2 separate regions of the Sus scrofa genome follow, and region 1 is linked to region 2. A link is a contact called in public Hi-C data. All regions are on one chromosome and are shown on one strand. The core of a region is the stretch at or near the end of the contact, and the rest is flanking DNA. Distances in the headings are between cores, read along the strand shown.

What was found. A called contact is a pair of places that touch in the nucleus more often than the background predicts.
Region 1: a contact with region 2 is called in a Hi-C map of epiblast stem cells, with 2.0 times the contacts expected there. The contact joins the promoter of PCGF2 here to the promoter of PLXDC1 in region 2. A contact is called at or near these places in 5 of 47 Hi-C or Micro-C datasets (embryonic fibroblasts, epiblast stem cells, heart right ventricle and 2 more) and 1 of 2 datasets of contacts at active chromatin or transcription factors (alveolar macrophages).

The regions. Positions count from the first base shown.
Region 1 is chr12:23,361,340-23,364,039 of Sscrofa11.1, forward strand. It overlaps PCGF2 (polycomb group RING finger protein 2), which reads left to right and starts at 1,292. Exons shown (of 10, transcript XM_021067066.1): 1 at 1,292-1,557.
Region 2 is chr12:23,071,855-23,074,554 of Sscrofa11.1, forward strand. It overlaps PLXDC1 (plexin domain-containing protein 1), which reads left to right and starts at 1,438. Exons shown (of 14, transcript XM_021067058.1): 1 at 1,438-1,711. The coding sequence starts at 1,636.

The DNA of each region.
Region 1 (2,700 bases), core at 42-2,541, 290 kb after region 2:
CGAGCGAGGAGGGTAGAAGGAGGAGGCAGGCGGTCCGATGCTTGTTCAAGATTCGTTTCCTAATTTCCTAACTCGAGCCACCCACCGCCAGTGAGCTTAATGGCGCTTCTGGACGGATAATCGAGCTCTTTGTAGCGACTGACATAAAGACCCTCCCTAATAAATTCTGAATAAGGAATAAGCGAATCGACAGTTGTAATGAAGCAGGCCCACTGTAGTCTCCAATAACATAGTACCAATCGGCTTCCCTGGCGCTGGCCTCTGCTGCTGCTCCCAGGTTTTCCAAGCTTCCCCTTCGTTCTCTCCTCCAGGCAGGAGCCACCGGAGACCGGAGCTCGAGCGCGAGGTGGAGCCCGGAGCGACGGTCGGAGTCGGCGAATACCAGCCGCCTTTGCGCTCACCGGGCTCCTCCCGCTGCCAGGGCGAGCGAGGCGCACCAACTATGCAAAGCGAGGAACGCGATCCGCGCGCGGGCGAAAAATGCGGGAATCAGTACCTAGCAGGAAAAAGCGCGGGCCCACTTCCGAGGCCCCGCGCCTCGTTTTCTAGTGCACTCGGATTCGGGCCTCTTGCCTTCAGCCCGTTATCGTGTCCCGGTCCCGGAGCCAGAGCTGTGCAGTCTTCTGTTTATCTCCCGGCCCGGGTTACCTTCCTTTCTTCGTCCAAGCACACCGGGGGCTCCAGCCTCCATCTCAGCAACCCGAGCCCCAGCCGCTAGACGTCCCCCCGCCTGAGGCCTCTGCCTCTGTCCCCGCCTCGTCGGTTTTCTCCCTCGGGGTGGGTCCCGGGCTCAGCGTTTTCGAGCGGGCCATCCGTCGCGGAGGGGACGTAGGGGGTGGGGAGGAGACGGTCGCCCTCACCCATGCAGTTATTAATTTCAAGGGAGTGTCACTTAGAGTGAATGAAAATAATCTGGACGCGTGGCCAGGGGCGTCGTGTCCCCAGCCCGAGCACCGTGCCTTTTGGTCGAGGCCGAGGCGTGGAGGACTGCAGAGCGAGCCACATTTCAGCCCAATCCTCATCTCACCATTTTCCAGGCGCCCCAGCTAGGGGCGAGGATCGCAGGGTCAGAGGGTGGGGGGCACCCACATTTTGAAGGCAGGGGTTGGTTGAGGCGGGTAACACAGAAGAGGAGTCATCCTCCAGGGTCAGGGGCAGATGGGGAAGGCTGAGGTCGTGTCCTAGTTTTGGGGGGCCCGGCACCCGGGGGTGGGGGGGCAGCCGCGGTAGCCTTACCCCCTCCTCCCCGCTCCGCAAACACCCTGAAGGAATGAGGTCACGTGGGTGAGTAGTGGGCGGGACCTACTCTAGTCGGGAGGAAAAAAGCCATTTTGTCTCCCCCCCCTTCCGAGCCCCAGTCCCTCCCCTCCCCCCTCCGTCCCCTCCCCTCCCCTCTCTCCCTCCCACCCCGAGCCGCTTTCACAAACTCCTTTCTTACCGTGTGTTTCTCCCCTCCCGCCGCCCGAGCGAGCGACACGGCTGCGGCCCCCCCTCCCCTCCCTTCCCTCCCTCCCTCCCATCCCCCCCTCCCCGGGACCCACCGGACCCTGAACCCAGGTAAGAGGACGCAGACTCCCCTCTCCTCTCCTTCTTCTCCCCGGTAACCATCTGCGGACTGGGACTCGGGGCCGGTCTCTCCTCCTTTGCAAACCCGGGTGGGGGAGGCTCTGAGCCGGGCCTGGTCTCTGGTCTCCGCCCCACCCCCGCCGGCCCCTCTCCTAGCTCGCCCCGTCCGCCTTTCTTTCTCCCGTTTTTCTCTCCCCTTTTCCTTTTCCTCCCTTCCAAGATGGCCGAAGTGGATTCCCCCTTTTAATGATTTGGCGTCTCCGTCGACCACCACCTCTTTGTGCCGCAGCCCCCCTAGACCCTGCACCCGAGGTAGCGAGGGGAAGGGTCCGAGGCAGCCACAGGGGCTTCGGGGCTCCGCGCTGGGGCGGATCTCAGCCCCTCCAGCCCTCCCCATGAGCCGGAGCAGCCCCTGGCTCTCCCCCACGACCCCTTTCTGGGGAGGGGGCCGTTCTCGGCTTCTTCCGTGGGCGCTGGGGCGTCGTGGACGCGCGAGGACTTGACGCGGGGAAGAAGGGGACGAGCTTTTCGATGGCTGCGGGGCCGGGGGAGGGCGCTCTTCCCCGCGGGGCTTCGGTCCTCTCGGCACCTCCCCCAGCTGGTCCCTTTCCCCCCCCCTCATCCCCGGACTAGGCGCCCCGCCCCCTCCCCCCGAACCACCTCGGAGGAGCCTCTTTCTCCGGAACACCCCTCCTTGGGCCCCGCCGAAAGTTTGGCTCTAGGGAAGGTAGGAGCGGCCACCCAGTAACTGGGGTCCCGGATCCTGTGACTTAGGCTCCTGGGGAAGCCGAGGTGGAGGGGTAGATGGGAGGTGGGGGAGATGTTTTCCATCGCCCGCAGAGGCCAGAGGGGTCTGGCGGACTGGCTCCTCTTCCACGCTGGGGCCCGGCTGCTCCCTCCCCTCCTAGGCCCTCCTGCTTCTAGTTCTGAGGGGCTGGGACCCCTGGGCCAGCAGACACCCCTGCCCCTCCTGTCTCCGCGGGGGGCCCAGGCACGCCTCTCCCCCACCCCCACTGCCCCCGTCTGCCCAGAATTGCTCCGGATGGCTTGAGGTAGGGAAAGAGGGGGGCCTGGGAATGGTGCATTTGCCTGTAAATATTGTGGAAGCGGTTCCTCGCGCTCCGCTCTGGTCTT
Region 2 (2,700 bases), core at 188-2,687:
GACCCCTAGGAGTAGGAGCGAAGATCTGTAAAACTGCCTGCCTGGCATCGGACCTCGTGGGCAGGGTCGGGGCAGGGCTGGAAAAGTGAGGAAAACCGCAAAACACGCGCGTTGCGGCTCGTCACGCGGCCACTAGAGGGCAGCAAGAAGCCACAGCTGGGGGCAGCAGCCTTTTTGAACCTGTGTCTGCAAAATCTCAATTTAAATTAGACAACAAGAAGAACTTACAGACAGACCTCGTGTTGTCCCATTGTGAATGCATAAGGGCTTAGGGCTGGAGGAGGTCGCTTCTGGGACCCTGGGTCCTGAGGAAGGAGGAACTGGCATTCTGAACTTTTAGGGAGTCTAGTTCTCGTTTCCTTCTCTGGTCCCCTCTTTGTCTCAATGCCAGGCAACCCGCCTCTTCCAGCCCACGCTGTTCCTCCTCCAGACCCCGGGCACACCCTTTTCCTGGGGGAATTCCCTCAATGGCGCTCACCTCTGCGTTGTCCAGTCCCTGGGCCCCAGCCTCATATATGTCAGGGTGCCCCCCTCACCGCTCACTCTCTCACCATCCAGCGCCTGAGTTCCATGCCATCGCCCGAAGTAGGTCGGGGAGCGAACAGGTACCTCCGTGTCCTGACCTGATTCCCTGCTGTCTATTAAATCTCCTAAGTTGTGGGTATTTTTATTCTGCTCTGGAAGGGAAAAAAAAAAAAAAAAGTGATCTATCCCTAGAGCCTGTTATAAGTGGTGGCAGTTGGAGTGAGACGTTTCCTTGCTCTGGGGCAGGCTTTGGAGAGTGACTGTGTTGGGCCGTAAGGAGGCCTGGGGTCCCTGAGAGGAGGGTGGCTTCGGTCCCCTTCTGGGTGTGGGGAGAAGTCCAGGTTATTTCAAAGTAGGGATGAGCCAGGCCCCGTCCATCCCCGTGTCTGCTGGCCTGGGGGACCAGAGGTTGCTGGCAGTGGGAGATGGGGGGTGGGGGTGGCGGATAAAGTGGAGAGGAGCCATGGGAGGGCGTGGACTCCAGGCCTCTGCAGCAAGGGGAGATTCCTGGGGCGGGGATGGGTATCTCCGAGGAACAGCCCAGAAAGTCGGGAAATCTGGTAGAGCTGGGTCGGGGGTGGATGATAGCAGCCCGTGGTCCGAGGAAGGGGCGCGCGGGTTCCTTCCTCGGATTTGGCCCCCTCCAACCTTTGCTTTGCCGCCCGCTCCCCGAGGAGTGGAGGAGGGGAAGGGAGGCAGGAGCTAAGGTGCAGTGTGGGGGCGACCGATGCTCTTTGCGGGGGGTTCTCCCAGCCCAGGGGGCTCCCGCCCGGTCCCCCTCCTCCTCCCTCCGCACCTCCCCACCCCCGCCTCGGGTGCAGCGGCAGGAGCTCTCGGGGCGCGCTGGGCAGAGCTGGGAGGACCCGGGGCGACCGGGCGAGCTCCGGAGGCGCCCCGCCCCCGCCCCGCCCCCTCCCGGGTCCCGGCCCCGCGAGGCTGCTGCGCCCGCTCTCCGCCCGCTGGCTGGCGCTCGGCGGCTCTCGCTGCTCGCGGGCCCCGCGATCCGCCGCCGCTCCGCCACCCACCCCTCCGCCTGCCAGCCCCGGGGACCGCGCTCCCTAGCCCGGGCCGGGGGCAGCTGCGGGCCGGGGGCGGGTCCTGGCCCCCACCATGCGGGCCGAGCTCTGGCTCCTCGTGCTGGTGTTCAGGGAGGCTGCCCGGGCGCTGAGCCCCCCGCCTGGAGCAGGTAGGACTGGCCGGAGTTGGCCCGGGTGGGCCAGGGGGTCGGGGGCGCTGGCAGGCAGGCAGGCGGGGGCATGGGCAAGACCGGGCAGGCTGGCGATGTCCGGGACGCGGGGGATAGTGTCTGCGGGAGGCGAAGAGCCCTGTGGACTGTGGCAGGTGGACAGGGACCCCACTTTCCTAAACACACGGGGTGTATGTATGAGTGAGGGTGGAGGCGCCAGACACTGATGCCCCGATCTCTCCTTCCCTCCTGGAGGGACCCCAGGAGCGGGGGAGCCATAAGGCAGTGAGTGGGCTCTGGCTCCAAAGGGGACAGCGGGAGAGTCCTAGGGACCCCCGGTCACACCGGGTGAGGCTGAATTCTGATGAGTTATGGAGTCTGGGGGTGCCTCCTGCCCCAGTTTTGCCTCCTTTTCCTCTTCCCTGCCCCCACTCGCCGGCTGACCCAGGCTGGGGGCTGGGTGGGAGCAGCCAGAGGGATGGAGGAGACCCAGCATCTCTCCTCCAACAAGGGCAGCAGGAGCCTAATGCCTTCCTCTCTCTGGTACTTGGAGAGCAGCCCTGGGCCCAGAAAGAAGCAAGTTGCTTCTTTCCCATCCCCTGGCCTCCAGGGTCCTCCTGTCACTCCTGCTTTGCTCTGCCCTGGTGGCTCTTGGCCTTTAGCTACCCTGGCTCTAACCTGGGGTTGAGGGTGAGCAATCCTATCTTGCACACTCCCTCTTCTCCACCGCAGTTCACTGCAATCATCGCTCCCACTTGGAAGTCCTTTCTGAGCTCTGCCTTGAATCTCTCCAGTTATAAAAGGAGAACTGTTTTTTTAACAAATAATTTTACATTCTCTTCTTTTCTCCTCATGCACCCAGACCTTCTTTGGGGCTGGGGAGGTGGGTTATTGGGGAGCCCCTTGGCATAGATATTCCTGGAATGGGATGCAGGAGGTGAAGGGCTTGGCAAGGGGGTTGCTGGGGTTGGGCTATTGTGTCTCGGGTG